Linked DNA regions of Bombyx mori: region 1 is linked to region 2. The links are chromatin contacts, called in public Hi-C maps. All regions are on one chromosome and are shown on one strand. Each heading gives the region's core, a stretch centred on a gene start, on an enhancer-like site or on the middle of the called end of the contact. The rest is flanking DNA. Distances are from core to core; before and after follow the strand shown. Region 1 overlaps LOC101741761 (four and a half LIM domains protein 2). Region 2 overlaps LOC101741761 (four and a half LIM domains protein 2).

Region 1 (4,981 bases), core at 1,890-4,389, 48 kb before region 2:
AAGGTCTCAGTATAGTTACAACGGCTGCTCCACCCTTCAAACCGAAACGCATTACTGCTTCACGGCAGAAACAGACAGAGCGGTGGTGCCTAGCCGTGCGGACTAACAAGTAGGAGTGGGTAATATCGGTTTTGCCGCGTATCGAATCGTATCTATATATCGAGGATCAATATCGGATATTGAATCTATATATTTTCTGAATCTATATATTGATAGATGCTAGTAGATTTTCTCGATTCATGATATTTGAGATTTGAAACGATACGCTGATATAATATCGTAGTAGATATAGATTTAAGTCAACGTTATACGGTTGGTTTTCTGATATCAGTTTATAATATGATCTTAAAGTAATAAAAAGAACATGAAAATAAAAATATCAAAAAAACTTTCCTTCATGCTTTTACCAGGCTTAGGACTGGCTACATTATTTTCAGTTATTAGTATTTTGTGTCTTAATTTAAAATTACAAAATATACCAAAAGAGTGTAGATTTCAAAAGTTTAATACAAACACAAGAAATAAACTCAATTATTTGGATTCAACTAAAAATAGAAAAATGTGTACTTTAAAAATCAAACACAAAAAACTTTTAAGTATTTATAAACACTTGTCCAAAAATTCTAGTTCAAGGTCAAAGCGCGTGAAATTAAATTCAACGATGCAAATAGGTTATACTGCATTCAAGTTAGGGTCGAAAGTTGAAACTTCTTTCCTTAATTGTATCCTGCTGATACGCTAAGAATAATCTACAGACATATGGACTTAAATATAAGGTTTACAATTGTATGGATAATGCCTGTTTCTGTTTCATTCATCACACGATATCCCTATCGTGCGCTCACTCACTCTGGCCGGTTCGATACGAACCAAACGAATATTGCTGATATTAACGAATCGGTACGATATGCCGATGCGCATCACATCGAGCAATATCGTGTATCGGCTGATATCGATATATAGATTTCGTGCGGGGCGATATCGGATTCAACGATATTGCTGCGATATATAGATATTGAATCTATATACGATTTATATCACCCACTCCTACTAACAAGAGATCCTACCATCAGTAAAAAAGAATACTCTATATTACGTTAAAAATGTTAATATAATTAACCCACACACCTAATATAATAATTAGTCGCTCAATCTAGAAGCTTATGGTTTTTAATTGGAATCGTTCCAAAACTAGTGAAATATCTCGCAGCGACACGGTTATTAACTACCTTCACTGTTCACTCTCCTATTTGCGTGGTCGAAATAATCTATTTTATTGCAGGTCTTCAAGCTTAAAGACAGAGACAAGACCTATCTCGATAATAATATTAAAAACGTTTTTGTGAGTGGTTGCATTTACGAAAGTTTTGTCTATAATAAATATATGTATGAACCGCCTGGTCTAAAGTGATTGACGAAGCATATAGACATCGCAACATCAATTCCGGGATCTAAATCTAAATTGTATTGTATAGCAGGTGATTTTTTTCCCTACCTAACTACTGTTAGCCAAAAGTAGCTATTCATCTAATTGCTGGGCTCGAGCTTAGAGACTTTGCTAACACTAGCCCTAACAAGAGTAGTCCTTTCCTTAGTCTTTCCTCATCGAACTCGTCGATTACGACGAAGAGTTCGACGAGTGAACTAACCCAAAGACACAGCCCACTGAGTTTCACGCCGGATCTTTTCAGTGGGTCGCGATTCCGATTCGGTGGTAGATTCTGCAGAGTACTGCTCTTGCTAGGGCTAGTGTTAGCAAATTCTCTCAGGTTGAGCCCGTGAGCTCACTGACCCGTCCGGGCGTAGCTGAAATTGCACCTTATGCTACCAACGAATAGGTAGGGAAAAATAGCTGAATCTACTACCGGATCGGAATCGCGACAGTTTAAGAAGATCTGGCGAGAAACTCAGTGGGTTATAACAGGTGTCCTATCCTACAAACGCGTGAATGTCCCGCGATCGAAATAAACAGGATTATCTTAACTAAAACTTACAGTCTACAATTGGCCGTTTTACGCGGTCTCGTTTGTATGCAGTTCCTAAATGAACTGTTTAAATAAACCAGTGTTCGTATAATCACTAAAACTGTATTACTGATTTAGTGTCTGAAACAAAATAGATTTTGTTTCTGATTTACAAGAGAAAAAAAACTTTAAAAAAAATATATGGTAATATTAAAGCTACTTAATAGATACCAAAAAAGGACAAACAGGAGAAAGTAGTTAGTAATTGTAATGCCTTTACATATTTATTCATAGAATGCTAGTATAATAATGGCGGCATGTATAATTATATATGAAATACATAAATAAATATAATAAACATTATCTTTTAATGTTGAAGTCAGTCATAATCTTTTGGCTCTAGTTTCATGTGTGTACTTTCCGAATATAAGTACAAATAAACGTTTAAGCTAACGGGCTATATAAGATTTTAACTATATATGAGTCGACTATTATCAAAGGCGGCAATCTGACTTTTGGACAATGATTGGTAAATCAGAAAAACGAATTATTGACTTTGTATTCCATTGGCAGTCACAAAACTCTTCGGAACGACATCTTAGATAAATAACAGGTTAACTATTAACCTTTATTTAATGCAGCTTTTGAACCGTATTCTTTGAAGGAGACGATTATATTCAAATAAATCTGTATTGACATATCAATAAAAAAAATTTGTCCAAATGTACAGATTGCCACCTTTGATAATAGACGACTCATATGTAGGAATACATTGGTGCAGTTTTATTAAATTATTATACATAGACAACACAAAGTGAACATCATCAACCATCATAAAACATGAGGTCGGAGTCTCGATTCTGTTGGCTCTCCTTGCAAAATATATGACTAATTTGAGGCAGAAATCAGCAGGTGCCTATCTATGTTGGTTCACAATACTACTTTAACTACAATAAGTGCGCGACATGCGACCTCATCTAGCTGTCTCGACTTACCTCATCGCAAGCATGACACCGAGGCTTCAACTTCTCGGAGTAGTGTCGAACGCAGTACAATCGTCCGTCTAAATTGCAATAAGCTAGTTCGACTAGCAATTCATCGCATTCCGAGCAAGAAAAGCACGCCGGGTGGAAAAACGCCTGCAACAAAACCCAGATAATAATCTTTAAATTCGCGCCATCTAGCGGCGACAGTGAAAAACACGATTTGATTTAGGTTTGTAATACATTTTTAATTTTGATTACATGAAAGTTTGAATTTACTTACGTCTTCTCCTATTCTAGGTGCAAGAATAGTAATGCTGCCGCTTCTGATCGACTTATTGCAGCCAATGCATTCCAGCGGAGATCCATGATGTTGACTAGCGATACCTAAAAACGTAATTCAATATTTTAGAATAGTAAGTAGACTACTTGACAATAGATGGAGATGCTTAAATGATATTTTGGTACCGATATCAAGAGCAATTTCATTCCTGGCGGCGACGAAATCTTCATATTGCTTGCGGTGGCCTTCGTCGATGTGCTTGCAATGATCCAATGTAAGATCCTGCTTTGGTAATTGGGAAGCTAAGGCCCTAGTACGCCAAGCACGCCACGCCGCCTGACCAGTGGCGCCACCTGTACTAGTAGGAGTACGCTCAGCGAGCGACTGCCAGTACAGCTCGGTCTAAGATACGAAAAAAAAAATTGATTAGGTATTCCGAATTCATAATCGTCGTCAATGTTGAGAATTTAGGTCTAACCTATTTATGGTTCTACTACTTGTCACAAGATGTCGCTGTACAGTATTTAGTGTTCATTTACCTGCTTAGCGGTGAGTCCGGGCGGACTGTCATAGGAGTGATGGTTGACTCTAGAGTCGCGGAGTCCGAGTCGGTCTCGAACCGAGCCCAGTTCTTCATGGTACACCGAATGCTTCAATCGATCACACCCGCATGACTTGCAGGTCTTTCTGTTAACAACAGAAACACTTTATGTTAATAATGTAATTAATTTAACATTATCTAGGCAGGCAGTGTTTTAGCTGCCGCTAAATACTTCAGTTAATACTTATACAAAACGGATGTAATATTTAAAAACACATTTAAATAAGGAATATCAAATACATTCAACTATGATCCAATTCTGGTGTGGATAAAATTTTGCTTTGCAAAAACCTTCTTATTACATATGAGTCGACTATTATCAAAGCCGGCAATGTGACTTTTGGACAATTATTGGTAAATTAGAAAAACGAATTATTGACTTTGTATTCCATTGGCAGTCACAAAACTCTTCTGAACGACATCTTAGATAAATAACAGGTTAAGTATTAACCTTTATTTAATGCAGGTTTTGAACCGTATTCTTTGAAGGAGACGATTATATTCAAATCAATCTGTATTGACATATCAATAAAAAAATTTTGTCCAAATGCACAGATTGCCACCTTTGATAATAGACGACTCATATGTAGCAGGCGACCATCATACAATAGAAGATATTTGACAGATGCCTGAATCTCGCTTACGACATTTTCAACATAAGCGCGCACATAAGCATATGCATACAAGTTCCGAACAACAACATTCGGACCGTCGGTCTACCGAGCAATATCACCCGCGCGGTGGAAGATTTTCCCTTTGTCATATATCTATCCGCACTTAATATGCATTCAACGATGTAAAAACATTACTTTTAATCAAAAAAATTTAGGAATCGTGTGGAAAGATTGAAGTCTACCGATTAGGCGGTTTAAGAACAATTTCTAAGCCGAAAAAATTAGAATGTGCATATTAAAATAGAACTAACTACCAGGGCGAACACTTCGAGTGAGAAGCGACTAATGAAGTTTTATCGTCGACAAGAATGATAAAATATTGGTGATAGCGTGCATGTCGTTGACTGAGTTTTTTTTGTATTTTCCTGAACGAATCCCGAGTTTGAATGGGAATGAGAGGATCTATATATTAATACGTGAAGCAAAAACTTTGTAACCATTTTTACGAAAATTGCCCGGACGGATGAGTATGAAAT
Region 2 (4,757 bases), core at 1,954-4,453:
CTATATTTATTTACTAAAGCAACTGTTGGCTTAACCATTTATATAGTTCAAGCCTTGCAGCTGTACCTTTAGAATTGTTTGTGGCCTTGGACACTTTCAAGCAAATCGCTTGGGACGCGTAATGAAGCAATAACAAAATCCTTTAAGAATTCTAAAACATAATTTTAATCGAAAGTTTTTTTTTTTAATAATCCTATAATTTTTTTTATTTTTTTATTGCTTAGATGGGTGGACGAGCTCACAGCCCACCTGGTGTTAAGTGGTTACTGGAGCCCATAGACATCTACAACGTAAATGCGCCACCCACCTTGAGATATAAGTTCTAAGGTCTCAGTATAGTTACAACGGCTGCCCCACCCTTCAAACCGAAACGCATTACTGCTTCACGGCGGAAATAGGCGGGGTGGTGGTACCTACCCGTGCGGACTCCCAAGAGGTCCTACCACCAGTGATTACGCAAATTATAATTTTGGGGGTTTGATTTTTATTACACGATGTTATTCCTTCATCGTGGAAGTCAATCGTGAACATTTGTTGAGTACGTATTTCATTAGAAAAATTGGTACCCGCCTGCGGGATTCGAACACCGGTGCATCTCTACATACGAATGCACCGGACGTCTTATCCTTTAGGCCACAACGACTTCTACTTTAGGCCACAACGACTTCTTGCATTGCATTGAGTGCAAATGCTTTCATATGTAAAATATGATAGTGCAATGCCATAATTACATATGTATGTCTAAAAATGTCAGACGAACAAAATTAAATGGCTTTATAACTTTATACAGATCAAAACTAAATTGACAAAATAAATAAATAAATAAATATAACATGTCCTTCTTCAAGCGAGACTTGCGGAGAGTACTTAATGGTAGGCAGCGGCTTGGCTCTGCCCCTGGGATTACAGACGTACATGAGCGCCGCTAACCACTTACCATCAGGTGGGCCGTATGCTCGTCTGCCTACAAAGGCAATAAAAAGAAAAAAAAGAAATGGGTAAGAAATACGCTCAAAAAGAAATTTAAATTTCGCGGACTACACGACTTTAAATGATTACCGCAGCCTACACAAGCTACAACGTGAATGCCGCTATGCACCTTCACTATTGTGATCGAAGTATCAATTATAGTGTCTGAGCGAAACTGGTTTTTAAAACCGAAACCGAATTTCGGCATCAGACTCAGTTTCGGCCGAAACCGAAACTTTCGGTCGGACCATAATCAATTATATTGCTGTCCCACCCTTCAAATCAGAACACACACCTGTTACGCGGCAAATATGGATAGGTTGGTGGCTCTTATTCATGGCGCCGTAACAGAGATCAGATTTTAGTTGGAAAATAGTAAAGTAGATTTAAGGTAGATACAAATACTGCCACGCTATGATTAATAATCGTTCGATAATCGCTTAAATACTCTTTTACGGTCCTTTAAATAGCCCGGACCCTATTATAAGCGCTCGATAACAACAAACATAGACTTCAGTCAGGCATTCGATCATTGACTTTAATATTCCCGTTGACTTTTATTACCTCATTCATAATCATAGCGCATTCCCTTTAAAAATACTTTTAGGTGAAAATTCAATTATTTTTTTTGCTCAGATGGTTGTACGATCCACCTTATTTATCTATTCCGTGGTATGATCTGACGGGGCTCACATGTTGTGAAGTGGTTACCAGAGCCTGTAGACATCAAGAACGAAAATGCTGCGACCCATATTTATTTATTTATTGCTCTGATGACTGAACGAGCTTACGGCCCACCTGATGTTAAGTGGTTACCTGAGCCCATAGACATCTACAACTTAATGCCGCCACCCACCTTGAGACATGAGTTGTAAGGTCTCACTTTTAATAATACAACGGCTGCCCCGCCCTTCAAACCGAAACGCATTACTGCTTCACGACAGAAATAGGCAGGGTGGTGGTACCTGTACGGACTCACAAGACGTGCTACCACCAGTAAAAAAGATATGAGTTGAGATATGAGTTCTAAATCTCCATTTTTGTAGTACCACCACTGCCCCAACCTTCAAAACCAAATGCATTACTGCTTTGCGGTCCCACAAGACACCCTATAACCAGTAAAAATATCCACCAGAAAGCCTGGTCAGCTTTGTGATGATTTCATTTGCGTATGAAAGCGATTAGATCCTTCAAATGTCAAAACCTAAGGTAACGTGATCGATGTTCGAATTAATACGACCTCGGGCTCATTGTGTTTTGGACAACAAGACTTGAGTTATTATGTACCAAAATGAATAGGTACTTAATTTGAGAATTGAAGATTAATTTAGTTTAACGTGCATATGGTCGTATATTATACATATGATGTCGCATATTATTATAATTATATTATATTATGTCATGTAATATATAATCTGGCCTGTTATCCAGATCTGCAGTGACTGTTTTACTGTTGCCACTATTTTTTCATTGCCGAAACTCACACGAATGGTGATATAATAGGCAGTTCCCTACCCTATTGGGAGTGCGGTCCATTCTGACCATTGAGAACGGATTCTCCTTATCCTACGAACAGGAAAACCTGATTGCTTCACGCCAAGAGGAGGCCTGCTAATGATCTGACCCTTACGGGCTTACAATAATACAATTACCACCATTAAGATAACAATATTACTCATAGCCATTTCCTGTGCTTATTTTGCAATCCAATGATAGCCGGAAGATGCAAATGTAAATAAAGTTCAACGAACGAACTCCTAATTTACAACGATATATTGTAATATCTTCCATCTTTCTTCTTATTTGAAGATAGAGATTAGAAGAAGTTGTATTACTAACATACCATTATACTTAAAATCTGGCATGTATATTATAAGACGTAAACTATTAAGCAGAACAAGCATACATACAGACACATGATTTCGAGAGAATTGAAATGTTTAAGAACATTTCAGTAATCTTTTATCTTGACAAGCGCGCGTTTGAATCACTTCAAAATATAACCTCAAAATTTGACGTTTGAGTGAAAAGAAACGCCGCGCCGCCGCCATTAAAAAAAGTATCACAGACGCACCTGTCAAGCGAACGTCAATATAACCGAAGAAAGGAATTCCTTTCGTGACGAAGACAAACAACGTACGATAACAATTCAAGCCGTAGATATTCCAACAATTTCCAATGCGATCACGGAATGCCTTAACGTTCATCTGAAGCAAAACATACGGCTGAGTCAGCTGAGAAAGTCTGACTCATTTCAATGTCACATAGCTGGGAGTTATAACTTGTTATTGATATGTATTTGCTTTACAGTGGGGTTAAAATTATGTTAGTTTAATTTAGACTCCCAATGTTTGCTTATTGGCTTACTTGTGCAAAGAGAATGGACATCAAAGACGCAATTATTATACGCATTACGCATTTTAGGTCGTGAATCGTGATAGAAAAAGGCATTTTGGTGAAAACACCTAATCTAGCATTAGAAAGCAAACGTTTTCTATTTAGTACAAGTAATAATAAAAGTTGAACAATTTATTAGTGGGATACAAGCAATACAGTTAGTATTTTCTATTGTAACAGAAATATTATCTATGCAGTTAAAACTTTTACGGTTTAATCTGTTGTTTGTAATTTTCATTTCATTTTTTCGACGTTTCTATTATTTTTTAGTTTTCGTGGTCACAGACAACTAAAGAGTAACGCGTCGCCATGAATATTGTACAGCCTAATAAAAATGTTATTTGTTGTCTATGGTTGTACCGTTAACTTCAAAATAGGTTAAAAATATTCTACTATAAATTATTAATTGCAACTACATCCACAATACATTTATGCGATATAATTATAATAAATTTATGGTCGATCTTGACCAGATTTTTCATTGTCTAGACAACGATGCGCGTTCTTTGGATTCGTTTGAGAGAACGCAGCTGTTTGATTACGGCAGTATCCAACTGGCAAGGTTGTGGCGTAAAACGAGATTTCCGGGGTCTCATATATGTTTTCACTGACGTAAATAAATATAGGATTTGTTCTAATTAATTTAAATGCACGGCTTAAAGGACATGTTTCCTTTTTTTTATTAAACATGGGTTATTTATATATTGGTTTAGATTCTCGTCTTTAATCTACATATTGGGAAGGCTCTTCTGGTATATATATTTTTATTATTATAGACGAAAAATAAAACCTGTTAAGTAAAAACATGCGAAAATTTACTTCTATTAATTTACAATCGAACAATTGGATACATCTGTCTGGTCTGTGATGGAAGTAGGTGTGTATTATGACCTTTTAGGCCGTTTCTAAATTACCTAAATTATTTAATGATTATATTATATATTACAATAATCAATTTAACCAATTAAATTCCGGTTCACTGTATGTAATTAATGTAGTCATAATATAGAATACATTGCGTTTGTATTTTGATATAATCTTATTGATTTAATTACTTTTATTCTTAAGTTCTCTTTATGTGTACGCATTTTAAAATTAACTCCGATTTGTTTGATCATACGCCACACTAACCCTGATCTCTCCGTCTGTTGTTTCGATCTCATCAGCTTATCTTTCGGGCGAAGTAAATTCGTATTAACTACCATCAAAATCATACTTAACAACTGGGCACTTATTATTGCAATATTTTAAATTAGAAGGAATCCCTGCACGGATTCGAACTTCCTAATTTACAACTCGTAAAGCAGCGATGAGGTCACGGCTTTCTTTAACGTGCACTACACAACTAATTAATGATATCGTTAAACTTTATTGCACTGGTTTATTATGCT

What was found. A called contact is a pair of places that touch in the nucleus more often than the background predicts.
Region 1: a Hi-C map of midgut shows a contact between it and region 2, with 1.6 times the contacts expected there. The contact joins two enhancer-like sites. A contact is called at or near these places in 6 of 7 Hi-C or Micro-C datasets (middle silk gland, midgut, posterior silk gland and 2 more).

The regions. Positions count from the first base shown.
Region 1 is chr22:2,754,974-2,759,954 of ASM3026992v2, reverse strand. It overlaps LOC101741761 (four and a half LIM domains protein 2), which reads right to left. Exons shown (of 10, transcript XM_062674867.1): 3 at 3,770-3,917; 4 at 3,416-3,632; 5 at 3,231-3,334; 6 at 2,960-3,103. Among protein-coding and RNA genes, the nearest start is that of LOC134200941, 11 kb to the left of the region's middle. Within about 2 kb of position 3,139, at least 8 of the 8 cell types and tissues checked have open chromatin away from gene starts, as enhancers often do.
Region 2 is chr22:2,707,452-2,712,208 of ASM3026992v2, reverse strand. The region is part of intron 2 of LOC101741761 (four and a half LIM domains protein 2); the gene reads right to left. Among protein-coding and RNA genes, the nearest start is that of LOC110384971, 13 kb to the right of the region's middle. Within about 2 kb of position 3,203, at least 3 of the 8 cell types and tissues checked have open chromatin away from gene starts, as enhancers often do.